2 separate regions of the Mus musculus genome follow, and region 2 is linked to region 1. Evidence: chromatin contacts called from public Hi-C data. All regions are on one chromosome and are shown on one strand. The core of a region is the stretch at or near the end of the contact, and the rest is flanking DNA. Distances in the headings are between cores, read along the strand shown. Region 1 has its middle 7.7 kb from the start of Gm31845. Region 2 overlaps 1600002D24Rik (RIKEN cDNA 1600002D24 gene).

Evidence for each region. Hi-C and Micro-C count contacts between places; a contact is called where the count stands out from the background.
Region 2: a contact with region 1 is called in a Hi-C map of liver, with 2.5 times the contacts expected there. The contact joins two enhancer-like sites. A contact is called at or near these places in 1 of 15 datasets of contacts at CTCF or cohesin (large pre-B cells), 7 of 484 Hi-C or Micro-C datasets (CD4 T cells, bone marrow-derived macrophages, cardiomyocytes and 3 more) and 4 of 115 datasets of contacts at active chromatin or transcription factors (astrocytes, cardiomyocytes, heart atrium and 1 more).

What each region holds. Positions count from the first base shown.
Region 1 is chr16:95,656,791-95,664,031 of GRCm38.p6, reverse strand. No RefSeq gene overlaps it. Among named protein-coding and RNA genes, the nearest start is that of Gm31845, 7.7 kb to the left of the region's middle. Within about 2 kb of position 4,316, at least 68 of the 459 cell types and tissues checked have an H3K27ac peak or open chromatin away from gene starts, as enhancers often do. A contact at or near this core is called in bone marrow-derived macrophages and liver, where this site is marked.
Region 2 is chr16:95,856,627-95,863,867 of GRCm38.p6, reverse strand. The region is part of intron 1 of 1600002D24Rik (RIKEN cDNA 1600002D24 gene); the gene reads left to right. Among named protein-coding and RNA genes, the nearest start is that of Gm32130, 58 kb to the right of the region's middle. Within about 2 kb of position 2,492, at least 89 of the 459 cell types and tissues checked have an H3K27ac peak or open chromatin away from gene starts, as enhancers often do. A contact at or near this core is called in bone marrow-derived macrophages and liver, where this site is marked.

The DNA of each region.
Region 1 (7,241 bases), core at 3,067-5,566:
GGAGAAGCCCTCGGGCCTGAGGGTGTTCAATATCCCAGTGTAGGTTGGGAGGATGGGAATGGGAGTGGGGGGGCACCCTCATACAGGCAGGGGGAGGGGAGATGGGATAGGGAATTTCCAAAGGGGAGACCTGGAAAGGGGAAAACATTGGAAATGTAAATAAAGAAAATATTCAAGGGGGGGGGGGAAGAAAGTCAATCATAATCTCACCACATTGAGACAATCACTGTTACTATTTCAGTATATTTTCCTCCAGGCTTTTTGAAAATAAGACATTATAACTCATGTTATATATCAAAAAAAAAATGCAGGGAAGTTTGGCTGTTGGCTTCTCTCTAATAGTTACCGAGGTAAACTCTGAAAATGTTAGAATAATGGTTTTCCTTCTTTGGGGAAAACAACTCCAACTTAGTTCACTTGTTGTGAATAAGACAGACCCTTCGACTCGGGACAAATGAATGGGCAGACTCAAGGATGGACAGGAAGGTGTGGCTGGCGAACTCAATCAGAAATCAGTGTCATAGGACACAGAGAATAAGAGGCAGAGAATAGAAGACCAGAGAGGCCAGTGAAGGGACAGCCTTCAGGTAGACTCCCAGGAGGGGAGAAAAGGGCAGGGAAGGCAAAACCTTTGACGCAATCCAGGAGACTGACAGAGTCACCGAGGAAGCAGGCTTGCAGGTGGAAGGGCCCAGTGCACTGGATACAACCGGATCTCACACACAAGATCCTAAAGCTTCCAGGAAGAAGGAAATGAGAGCTATGAAGACTTGCAGTGTGGGTTTGCCAGCCGTGTGGACCCACGAGATGGAGGTACTGACTGGAGACAAATGGTTTCTATTCTTACAGAAATGGCCAGTCCACCCTCAAGGCTGGATCAGACATATTCAGGAAACTGGGGCAGAGATTAGAGGAGACAAGGTAGAGGAATATTCTGCAGGGAGAGGATTGTTCTGGAAAACAGCCCTAGGGAAAAGAGGCAGAAACAGAACCAGCTATGTCACGGAAGTCACAGAAGTCATGGAAGTCACGGAAGTCACGTAAACCAATCATCCATTTTAGTCAACAGGCCCTCCTGTGGAGAAGGAAGGAGGGGGAGGGAGGGATAATGAGGAAGGGCTGGAGGGGTGGGGAGAGAGAGCAGCAGGTAGCCTTGGTACCTTGACTGATCCTTCCTCAGGAGGTCACCTTTGCAGTCTTAAGAGATTTTGCTGAAGTAGATAGAGCTGGCTCTGCCCCTAGAGCCCTCTTATTGGTTCCTGAGTATGCTTGACCATCATGGCCAGAACTAGGCTCAACAGTGCGACTCTAGGGGACACTCAACATCCAAACCATAGCTGTTTGGTAAATGTTTGGAAGGTCAGCCAGTGTAAATTCACCATATGAGCAAAAGAAAAATAAGATGATATTTTTAGTAGACGGAGGGAAAGCACTTTATAAAACTCAGCACTTATTCAGGAGAAAGTCTCAGTACGGAGGGTGAACAGCACCCGTCATGGCTTGCCAGGGGATGCTCGCCGGAAACTCAGGACAACTCTCATGCCTGGTGGTGAAGGGACACCCATGCCCACATTCTCAGCAACTCCATCACTAAGTAGACACCAGCAGGAGAGAGCGTCTGTGTTTACCAGAGGACTACCCAGCAGCATGACTGATGGCAGCAACCATCCATCAGCAGTGGAGTGGGTTTGTGAAAACGTGATTTCACCTGATAAGGTTACCATGTTTCCATGACCATGAGCGGCTCTCAGAATGGCTCGAAGTGAAGCAGAAACACAAGAAAATGTGTGCTAGGAATCCACTTTCACAGATTTTAGAAAATAAAAAAAACGTTAGCTGTAAGCTGCTGTGTTCAGAAAGCGCCGTGTAGGCGGGGAAAACTCAAGACCAGGAAGATGGAAGGCGTGGCATTCATCAAGCAGCAGGTTTCTGGTTTATAAAGTTGTTTTGCAATAAAAGTAGTTACAAAGAATGTATTTGTCTTGGTTCACATTTCTATTGCTTCCATGAAACACCAGGACCAAAGCCACTTGGGGAGGAGAGGGCTTATCTGGCTTATGCTTCCGCATCCCTGAAGGAAGGAAATCAGAACGGGAGGTCAAACAGGACAGGAACCTGGAGACAGGAGCTGACGCAGAGGTCGCGCAGGGGAACTGCTGACTTGTGACTTGCTGCTCCTTGTCACTTGCTCACCTGCCTTCTTGTAGGATCCAGGACCACCAGCCCGGGGATGACCCCACCCACAATGAGCTGGTCCCTCTCCCATCAATCAGTAATTAAGAAAATGCCGTGCAGGGTTGCCTACAGCAACCTTAAGGAGGCATTTTCTCTATCAGGGTTCTGTTCTCTCAAAATGACTCTATGTGTCGGGTTGACATGGAAGTTAGCCAGCACAACATTCTAATTGTGTCAAACCATAGTTTTTGGATCCTGGGGACATTTAAGAGTTTGAGGACAGGGAGCAGGCTTAGATAACCTCAGCAAGTGTCTAAGGTTTATACCTCCTCCCTCCCTCCCTCCCTCCTTTTCTCCCTCCCTTCCTTTTTCCCTCCTTCCCTCCTCCCACCCTTTCTCCTTCCTTCCCCCTCTCCCTCCCTCTTCCCTGTCCCCCTCCTTACCTCCTCCCTCTCTGTGTCCTCCTTCCTTTTCCCCTCCCTCCCTAGCCAGTGAGTTAACACAGCTATATCAGGCCATCCTCCTGCCTCTGCCCCCTGTCCCCCCCATGTGCTAGGATTACAGTTGTGCGCCATCATGGCAGCCCAGTGTTTCTGTTTTTATAATGACAAATGCAAAGGTTCCAGTCCCCAGGGTTAGAAGGCAGAGGGTCTGTGCTCCTTGAGTCACAGCCAGCACACAGCCGTGGACTGTGGCAGGTTTGCACAGAGGCCATGCTTGCTTGGGGTTTTATTGTGCATAGGAGCAGATGCCAGGGGCTGCTCTGCTCTGCTGGTGGTGGCGAGAGCCTGCCAAGCTCACAGTGATGGCAGAAGCTGCGGGCTGAGCTGTCCTCTACTCTAGGGTTGCCATTGTCTGATTGCAGTAGCAAGGATGCTTGTGTGTGGTCCTGCCTAGGTCAAGCCGTCTGCACTCACAGGTATCTGGCATCTCCTCAGCCCTGTGGTGGGTAACGAGCTATCACTCATATCAGTCACTGTGAGCAGGGGAAGATGAGCAGTGTTGGGCCCACCTGAGGGGTGAGACTCTCTTCTATCAGTGGTTCCCAATTGCTGGTCTAAGTAATTCCTGGGGCCTCAAGAGCCTCTAACAGCAATGGAATATTGTCTTACACCAGGGTGTCATTTTTCTTTACACATGCATTTATTGCATTAAAAAAAGACCTTTCCATCCCTCGGGTTATGTTGCAGCTCCTGCTGTCCTTGCTTTTCCTGCCATGCAGAGCCGTGATGCCTTCTGAGCACCTACAATATCTTTCTAGAAGCTCAGAGACAGACATGAGGGAGATTAGGTCATTCCTGTTCCCACAGACCTAACTTTCTTATCAAGGGGAAAGCACAATAAATCAGATCCGTGGAGTGGTCGTATGGTGGCGTAAATAAGCCAGGTAAGGCCAGAGGGGCCTGCTCCTGGAGAGACAGTATAGGCACACGAATGCCTAGTGCCCAATGGCTTCCCCCAGGGGTGCTAAGAACATTTGCAAACACCTCCATCCACACAGCAGAAGAGGGACCCGTGCAGCAGCAGGAAGAAGGCAGCTGTGGGGAGGTCTTGCTGGATGAGAAGATGGAAGAAGATTGGCTACACAGCTCTGTCCTCATACTGCCACGGGTGTGCCCCACTCCACGTGCACACACAAGCGTAATATACACGATACTTTAAATATCATCATTCCAAAAGGCCGTCCTTAAACATACTAGAGCTACAATCAGTGCTCGAAGAGATTGGGGTATCCAAACGAGACAGAGACAGCCTAGGGGACATCATCAAAATGCTCTAAAACTACAGGTGGGGCTCAAAAGAATTATCGGACACTTTTTAAAAGTGATAATTTTGTAGGCAAAAATAGTATAATTCTAAGTTTTAGGCTTTTAGCATGTGTTTTAAAAATCTGAACAAAACACCAACCGATGAAATATTTTGTTTTTTAGCCCTGAGGTCCTATACTGTATGTCACAGTAATCTCCAGGTGACACCAACTTAGGGTGTTGCATGCAGAGGCGAGGACAGGGTCTGCCTGCCCCCAAACACTATCCAGGAAACAGAGGCATTTTAATTTTGCCCCAGAACAACTAAGAACGGATCACTCAGCTCCAGCCCTTCCTGGCAGAGGCTTCTCCGATTGCATAATCATCACCGGGCGCCCGCCTCGCGCTCGACGCGATTTCCGCATTCATTTTACAAGCCATAGCTTGTCTCCTAACGTAAAGCACGTTGGATTGTAAACCCAAGCAAGGGAACGGAATGTTCTCTGGGCTCAGAAACCCGACGCATTTACCCTCTCTGTGTTCAATGCTATAGAACGTGTCTAAACAAATTTAGCCCAGTCTCCCTGTTAGAACAAGTAAATGATAAGCTAAGAATCGTGTTAAAAGGACTTAGAATCAAGGGGGTTGGAGGGAGAGACAGAGAGACAGAGAGAGAGAGAGAGACAGAGAGAGAGAGAGACAGAGAGAGAGAGACAGAGAGACAGAGAGACAGAGACAGAGCAGAGGAGGTTCAGACCAGAACGAAAGGCGGAAGATCTGTGTGTTGTGAGACACTTCACTTTTAATAAAACCAACCTCCCTTTTCTCTGATGTCATAGTTACAGCAATACAGGCAAAGACTGGTTCCATCACCTGAGAGGTAGTGGACTGCTTGCAGGTCCTAGGCCTGCTGTCCCGTGGCTCAGCTCATTGTCCCTCCTTAATGCTCCTCACTTGGAAGACAGCCATGTTTACAGTCCTGCCATGAACAGCAGCAAACTCAGTTCACTTCCCCAGAGATAGAAATAGCAGACCTGTGGCTAGGCCTGTGTGTGAGCCCTGGGTGTGGTCGGTTGTCCAGGTAGTCAAGGCCTCTGTGAAACGGCACCCCCTGCTGGTGAGGCAGGGAATTGCCCAGGCACCTCAGAACATGAGAGGGCTTGGAGATCTAAATTCTTTACAGAGGTAATTAGGACAAGGAGAGGCTATCAGGAGCAGGCCCTAGTGCAAGAAGACCATGCCTTGATGAAGAGACTTCAGGACACAGACACATGCGGAAGGTAGCTCCCTAAGGGGGAAAGCTGCCATGTGTTGAACAAAGAGAGGCCCTTACTCACCCCTGTGCTAACTTAGAGAGAAATGGGTTACAGCAAGTTACACTGAGTAGAATCAAACCCTAGGCCAAGGATTGAGAACCGGAAAGTGTGGTTGGGGAATGAGAGGCTGCCAATTGTCTATGAAGAGAGATTATTTATTCTGGTCCCTCATGGTGAGTCAGGAGAGAGTCAGGGAAGGCGCTGTCCCCTAAGCGATGGGCCCACGATCTGCTGACATCACCCAGTTAAAGACATTTTTGTTTATTTTATTTTAAAATTTGTAGCCAAACAAGTGTTTCAAAGGTCCCAAGGGTGTTCCACTGTAAGCATCAAGGTGGGCCTGGAACCTGAGACTTATGAAGTAGTATTTGATTCAGTCTGAAGCATTACCAACAAGGAGACCTGCTGGGCATGCTGGGAGGCATAGACCTGTCACACCAGCACTTGGGAAGTGAAGGTACGGGGGTGGGGTGGTGGGAGTCAGGAACTCAGGGTCATCTTCAGCTACACAGTGAATGTGAAGCCATCTTGGGATACTTGAGACCCTGTCTCAGATGATAGACAGTCAGAAACACTGATGACTAAGGTATTGTTTCTCTGCATAGAATTTACCAAGCAGTCTGTGTAGTGTTCTTCCACCACCCCCCCGCCCCCATATATGTATATATAAAGCTTTGAGCACACATTTGTCCTTGGCATCGGAATGGTACTCTTTCTGAGGTTTGGCTCGGTCTCCAACATTTGTCTCTTTTGTACTTACAAAAAGGTTTATTTTTATTTTATGTGTATGAAAATTTGCCTGAATGTGTGTACTAGGTACATGCAGTACCCACAGAGGCCATAAGGGGGCATCAGATTCCCTGGAACTGGAGATACAGACAGTTGTGAGCCATGGTGTAGGAGCTGGGACCCAAACTCAGGTCCTCTGCGTGAGCAGCAAGTGCTCAGAGCAGCTGAGCGTCTCCAGGCCCCTGCTGTGAACTTCTGATGTTGTGAACTATCTCCAGGTGGTCCCTTTGAGAGACTTTTTGCTGAGTCTGAGGGACATTGGTGTCACCACAAACACATTCATGTGTGCTAAGAAGCCATGTTCCGTCAGCCCCTTGGGGGTCCCTGATGGTAGATGTTGATTGTCAACTTGACAGGATACAGAATCATGGTAAAGACCAACCTCTGGGTGTGTCCATGGGGGAGCCTATAGATTAAGTTCACTGAGGTGGGGAGATCCACTTAACTGCAGCTAACACCATTCCAGAAGCTGACAGACACCATTAGCTTTAGTTGATAACTTGATACACCTGGGAAGAGAAAAGCTCAATTGAAAAACTATTTCTATTAGACAGGCCTGTGGGTGTTTTCTTGATTAATGATTGATATTGGGAAGGTTCCAGCCCACTGAGGGTGATGCCAACCTGGGCAGGTGGCCCGGGTTGTGTAAGAAAAAGCAAGTTAAGCGAGACATGGGAAAGTAAGCCATGAACCGCATTCCTCCATAGTGTCTGCTTCGGTTCCTGCCTTGAGTTCCTGTCTTGGATTTGCTCAGTGATGGACTTCGGCCTCTAAGCCAAATGAATCCCTTCCTCCCCAAGTTTTGGTCACAGTTTTACCATAGCTAAGAAAAATCAAACTTAGACAGCATAGCATGGTCCAAGACAGGATAGATGGTCACTGCTTTCTGTTTGTCTTAGAGTTTTATTGCTGTGAAGAGACACCATGACCAAAGCAACTCTTATAAAGGCAAACATTTAATTAGGGCTGGCTTATGGCTTACAGTTTCAGAGGTTCAGTCCATTATCATCATGGTGGGAAGCATGGCAGTGTGCAGACAGACATGGTGCTGGAGGAGGTGAGAATTCTACGTCTACCGACAGGCAGTACAAGGGGACATTTTCACACTGGCCAGACTTTCACACTCATACATGCACACACTGCATGCACTGCATGCACTGCATGCACAAATATAAAGACCTCAAAGTCCTGCCTCCACAATGATGCACTTCCT
Region 2 (7,241 bases), core at 1,243-3,742, 200 kb before region 1:
GTCCGTGGCTCATCCACTTCATCTTTTTGAAACTAGGGACCTGGGCTTGTGGATTAGGCTAGGCTAGCCAGTTAGCCAGAGAACCCCAGGGGTCTGCTTATCTCCACTCTTAGTACCAAGATTATGAACAGGCTCCACCATGCCCAGTGCTTTGCACAGATACTAAGGACCAAACTCAGGTTCTTAAGCTTGATCGTTAAGCACACAACTGAGGGGTCACCCCTCCCCCCCCCAGGATATGCTTATTCTATGGAACTATGAACTGGAAGTACATTAATTTTTATAGCTATGCTGTCGCTGAAGTGAAATTATAAAAGTGACAACAGCTCCCCGTAACCAGAAAATGCCCAGCTATAGAAGCACAGCCAATCTAAGAAACAGTACTCTAATGTGCAGATCTAAGAAACATTAATTAATATGCAGATGCTTCTTAATTTCATATTCTAGACCCTGAGGGATTATGAGGAGGTAACTCTGTGATTGGGGAGCCACACACGCAGGGTGCCCAACACCAGGCTCTCAGTGGTTGTCTTCTGCTATGGGTGAAAGGGTACTCATGGAGGAGTGGGCTGGCAGGCCTCTCTGGGGCAGGGGAAGGTGGGAGTGAGACGGGATGGGGTGGGAGGCTTGGGTAAGCTTTCCTTTCATTCTATTCTGTTGGCCAGGACCTAAATTTAGTGCCAGCTAAATAAAGGAATATTTTCAGGGCAAAAGGAGGTGATGGGGAGAGCACACTGCTTGCCTTGGCTCAGAATTCTTTATTCTTTGGGTGTCATTTTGCTGAGGGATCCCTGGAAACTGGGGGTGCGGTGGGGTGGGGGAGCCTAGAATGAGAAAGGAAGCAAAACTCATGGCCAAGGGTGTGAGTTGGAGAGAGGGGGCTGCTGTTTGACTAGAGGAAGTAGAGAATGGGGGATGGGTGGGGTCTTCTGTACCTCACACTCAGCAAGTCCAGAGCAAGGTAGTGGACTCTTTCCAGGCACCTGCTGCCCTTTCTGTGGGTGGGGCTTCCTGCCTGGTGGCTGATATCTACCCTCACACCATTTCCTGCCTGAGGCAGGGCTCTGGGGAAGCAGGTCAGCTGGCAAGCACGGCTGGAGTGTGGCTGAGAAGAGCTTTTTACCATATTGCCCACAAACTGTAGGCAATATCTCCCTTCTATGTTCCCAGTGACCGGTGGCCTTGCTCCATGTGTCAAAAATCTAGAGGCCCAGCCAGGATCCCCCACTCCCTACCCCGGACTTCCTGCGCCTCTGCATTGTCATGTGACTGTAAGAAAACTAGCTGCTAGTCAATCTTCAAGAAGGGAATTCCTCTGGGTTGAGGGAGTGTGCGCTGGGGATTACAGGAATATGTCTCCAGTAGACCTCAGCAGGCAAGCATCATGGGCTGCCCTGTAGGTATAGACAAAAATCAGACATGGAGTGTCCCATGCCACCCTGGCCTACCTCTGCCTCATAGCTTTGGGGCACTGGGTTACATTTGTATGTATGGAAATGTGCTCAGGTTATCTGTGGCAAGCCACCGTGAGACTTCTGTGGCTATGGAAGGTGGTGATCTTCTTCTGTATGAATGGAGGAGTCTTAGCTCTTGGTCTATGGAGGGATGAGAGGTTTTCACGGAAAGGAAGGGGCAGGAAGAGGCATGGGAAGCCAGGCTCAGCTCCCTCAAGCCTTCCTGACAGATGGTCAATGGCCTCTTCTTGGATTCTGGAGGCTGCCTCTGCCCTTTGAGATGTGTATTCACCTACTTGTTTTGAGGTTTCATGTTCAGGGGAGATGGGCATAGAAGCCTCTAGATGGGTTGAATAATGTACACTCAAACTCCTCTGACTGTGACCCTGCCTGGAAGATGAAGTCATGTTGAATTATTAGAATGGTACCTCATTGGTTAAATGACTGGTGTTCTTAGGAAAACAGAACACAGGAGAAGCCATGTTGGGGAAGGATTCAGAGGGCAAGGCTGTGTGGCTGCAAGTCAGCATCCTAGAGGTGACCAGAATCTGGGAGGGCCAGGAAGGGCCCTTCTGATTTTTTTTGCCCTGTGAACATCCTGATTCTAGACTTCCTTCCTCCACAACTAGGAGGGAATGGATTTTTGTTGTTGTTGTTGTTTTGTTTTGTTTTGTTTTTGTTTGTAGGTTAAGGACAACAGAAACATTACATGGATCATAGTGGCCCTAGGAAACGAATCCAACTGGGAAGCCCTTTCTTCAGGCACCCTGTCAGAACGCACAGGAGATGTGTTCTAGCATCTGGTAGGGAAGTGGCCCCAGGCGCCCAGCCTTTCCCGTTATCTTCCTCCGTGCTGGCTTCCGCTGTGGGGCCAAGGCAGCTGAAGGCAAGGCCTCCTTAGGACAGGAACGTGAGAGGAAGCCTAGCGTTGGCTCACGTTCCAAGTCAGATGGGAATCTTGGCTGTGGTGAAGACCCTTTTCCTTTGCGCTCAGGCTGTGTTCCAGAGATAAGGGAGAGGGGAGGAGCAGAGAGCTGGCTCCAGCAGAGAGGAAGCCATGGGAAGTCCTAGAGGATCAGTTTCCGGCTGATGACCCAGGCTTTGCAAAGGGGAGCTGGAGTCAGAGACCTGCTTTGCCAGAGCTCAGCCCCGACCAACTATGCAACTCAAGCAGGACACACTTCCCGGCTGCCTTAGTTTCTTGAGCAGAGGGGATGCCAAGCAGTGGTTACAGAGACCAAATGTGTGTCCTTGGCCAGGTTATGGGAGGCTCTGGTACATGGGATTGTGGGAAGAACACAGCCTCACATGTGATGACAGTTACTAGAGCACACAGTGAGGATGTGGTTGTCTTGGTGACGAATGCTGCTGTTTGGGCAATCCCTCTAGCCGAGATTGTCGAGATTGTGGTATTTAATGTTGACGTCCTTGGTTGGTTCTCATCTCTCCAAGGACTGGTTGCACTAGACTCTTGTCACCGTGACAAGAACCTGAGAGAAACGACGTGAAAGTAGAAAGAACTCTGGTCCCACAGCTTCTGCCCACAGTTCCCTCACACACTAAGATGGGCGGGCAATGACCGGGACATTGTGGTGACAGGAGTGAGGGTGGGGCTCCCCATGTGGTGGCCAGGAAGTAGAGAGGATGTCTTTCACATCTTCAATAATCCACCTCTTCCAGGTAGTCCTCCTAAACTTCCACTACCTCCCCAAATTACACCACCAGCCAGAGACTGAGCTCCCAAGGCATGATACTCCATATTTAGACCATGACAGGAGGGTCAGATTGTACCGTGGATAGATCAAGCTGCCCACACCTCCTCCCTGAATCATAACCGTTGTGCCACATGCTACTCTGACTTGAAGACGGAAGACAAACCATGTAACCAGCCATGTGACTCACACTGGCCTTGAACCCCAACTTGAAGGTGCCAAATGTTTCTGGGGCATGGAGGTCTCAGAAAACAACTTCTTTCTATAAGGCATTTCATATCACGGAGGCAGGGCCCTGTCCCCAACTCAGCTTCCAGGGAACAAGCCCTCCCAGAACAAAACCATAAATGGAGAAGGGCTTCAGAGGCAGCAACAGGGGTCATGGTCACGCCATTTCCTCACCAGCCTATTGTCTTTCCGTGTTACCTTGTTTGGGAATGGCCTTGGGACGGCTCAAACACCTGCTCTAGCACTCGAAGCAAACAGTGTCCCTTTGTCTACTTAGGTGATGTCAGTGGACCTTGGATCCAGTTCCTCACAGCCTTTCCCTCTCCCATTCTCTCACAAGGGACCTTCAAAGTGTGAGTTCTGCTGTCCCTGGGTAGGGAAGTTTTATTTTGGACCTGGCTGGTACTGCCTGCCGCTGTAATCAGCTCAGGCTGAAGGATGACTCCATCCATCTCTGGCCCTCTCTTGAACCCTGTTTCTCCCTCCCAAACACGGCAGCCTAGTTAACATGTTATAAACAGATTTCTGAGCTGTATGTTTGAGTGTTAGGACTTATCATAGCCTTGACCCTAAAAATAATCCAGAAATGGACCAGTTTGGTTAAAAGTTGGACTTTCTTGAATGTTAAACACTTTTGGCAAGAGCCAAAAGGTCTCTGCTTCTTTAGGAATGTTCTTTCTTAGAAGATATATACATATTTTACATACATACACACATATACATACATATGTACACATACATATGTACACACATATATATGGTACATATATACACATATGTATAACAACAACAACAATTATAAAAGTATAACAACAGCAACAATCACAATGGAAAATGATAGATTAAAGGATCTCATTGTAGCTCAGGCTGGCCTCATGTAGCTCAGGCTGGCCTCAAACTCACTGCATAGTTGAGGATGACACAGAACTCCTGATCCTCCTGACTCCACCTCCCAAAAGGTTACAGGCCTGTATCCCTGTACATAGTTTATGTGTGTTAGGAATTGAACCTGGGCCTTGAGTGTGCCGAGCAAGCAAGCACACCACCCAGCAGAGCCTTGTCTCCATTCCAGACAGTGGTTCATTGACCACGTCACTGACTCTATGATGGCTGGCATACCAACTCCTCAGGACAGCTGCAGACCAGTGTCTATCTGTGTTGAACATAGATGTAGAAATTCTCAACAAAACACTTGCAAACTGAATATAGGCACACATCCAAGAGATCACTCACAATGGTTAAGTTTGTTTATCTTAGAGCTGCAGGTATAGGTCAACATATGGAATCCATGAATAGAACATAATGTATATAAGTGGGCTTAAAGAAAAAAAAATCATACGATCTCAATAGATACAAGAAAGGCCTTTGACCAAATATAACATTCTTTCATGATTGAAAAATCCTAGGGATACTAAGGTCAGAGGCAACATACTTACCATAGCAAAAGTCACACAAGACAACCCCACAGCCAACATTATGCTAACCAGAGAAAAACTCAAAGCAGATACATTAAGATCAGACGCAAGATAGGGATGCCTGCTCTCTCCATTCCAATCTTAGCTAGAGAGGTAGGAAAGGGAGATAAGAGAGCCATAAGTGGAAACCAGGTAAAAAAAATAAACCTGTTGGTGGATGTGACGCTTGAGGTGAGACCCTAAGGGCTCGACCAGAAAACTAGAAAAGTGGTCAGCACTGTCATCTGAGTGGCAGGATCCAAAATTAACATAGCAAGATCAGTGGCCTTGCTATACACCAACAGACACACCGAGAAAGAGACCAGGGAGGCGGTTCTGTTTATAATAGCCTCAAAAGAGAAATAGAATACTGGCCCCTAAACCAAAAACTTTAAAACTCCAAGGAAAGAAATTGAAGAAGACACTAGATGCTGAAAGATCTTCTCAGCCCATGGATTGGTAGAATTGTTAGGGTAAAAGTAACCCTCCCACTAAAAGCAATTTACAGATTCAGTGCAAACCCTTATTGCTGCCATGTTTCTCAGAAAGCAAAACCAACCTTAAAAGTTACATAGAAACACAAAGACCCTGGATAGCCAAAACAATCCCTAGCAAAAATAATAATGGTGGAGGTATTACATTATTCATCTCCAGTTACACCACAGAGACATGTCAATAAATATAGCCCAGCTTTGGTACAATACACACACATAGATGAACGGACTAGAATACACAGCCCGGATTCGAACCCATAAAGCCACTCGATATTTGACAGACCCCCGAAATGCACACGAAGGAATGAGCGTTTTCAAGAATGGTGTTGGGAAAACTGGATGTCTACACGTAGAAGAATGAAGCTAGACCCTTGTCTCCTACTCCTACCTTTACCACAGCTGAAGCTACACTGCCTGGGTGGTGGCCCTGGTATGGAGGAATAGCAACAGCACCCACTCGGGGCATACCACTGCCCCCACGTGTCATGTGAGCTCTGACCTAAGCTAACCTACATAACCTTTGACCCTGAATGGCTTCCTTAACACCTTGCAAGATGAGACATTTTCTTCTATACCCTAGCAGATGCTTAACCTGCTGCTGGAAAGATTAATCACCCAATGTATATGAATGCCTGAGAGACTCTGTTCTCCTCTCTCTCCTGAGAAGGCAATCCATGGCCCACGTTATGACTCATGAGCCTGGCCCAGGGGCAACCATACCCAGTACCTGTGAAGAACATGGAGGTTGCCTAAGAATGTGCCACACAGTGTTGTCATCCTCCAAGGGAAACAACCCACCCATTTTATCTTATCACCCTCGCCCCATCAGCAGAGTGTTTCTGTATTTTATCGCTTCTTTGTGACCCAGGGTCCAAGGCAGTCAGCTGACAGTGCCATTAGAACCTCAGTGTACTCATATACCTGCCCCAGCTGGTTTGGGCTGGGCGTCAGAAGCAGTATCAGTGATTAGCTATGGAGATTCAGCAGCAAGCCTGGCTTCTGGGCCACCAGCTGGGACCAGTATTTCCCTGGGCATACCCTATTTTTTCCAGCCTAACTGCTTTGGGTGGCTTCTGTACCTGTGTGGGCCTTTCCATCCCCTGGTTCCCAGGCAGCATGAGGAAAGTCGTGCTGGGCCTTCTGCATCTCCCGCACCTTCCTCTTAGCCTTAGTTAGCTTTGCTTATCTTCAGGGAGTGGGTCGGAGTACTCAGGCTTTTCGCCAAAAGGCAGCCTCAGAACTCCACCTAGAAGCAGCAAGAAGGGTGTCTTGGGATTTCACTATCAAATGAAATAATTACAGGCCGGAGCCTCTCCTTAATTATTTATTTATTTGTGTGGTATTTTTGAGATGAGGTCTGGTGTTATATCCCTCGCTAGCCTGACACAGCCTAGGTTGGCTTCATATCATGGCGACGCTCATGTAAACTCTTCTTTTGATGTCCAACTTACTCTGACACTCCTGGCAGATGGCTTCTTCCTCCCCATTCTGACCTTTCTTGTACAGCGTGTGAAGCTCAAGGCTCATGTGATCAACCTGGAACCACCTGGAGAGTACCTAACACCACTTCCACGTCTCCAACTTGAGGTGAAGGTTCTGTGCCGTGTAAAGTAACACAGTCACAGGTCTCAGGAGTTAGGGTGTGGTCATATTGGGGTGTTTTCTCTCACTACCACAAATGCGATATACTACTAGTATTTCATATAGTTGCAATATGGTATAAAGTTAAGTGCATATGTCTATGAACAGGATGGGAAATGATGGAATACAGACTGGCCATTCTGAACTGATCAGGGTACACACCTGGGATGTGGGGAGTTGGGGGGAGGGGCGACATAGAAGTTAACTGTCGAAAGTATAGATTGAAATGATGATAAAGGATGGGCTAAGACTACTTAA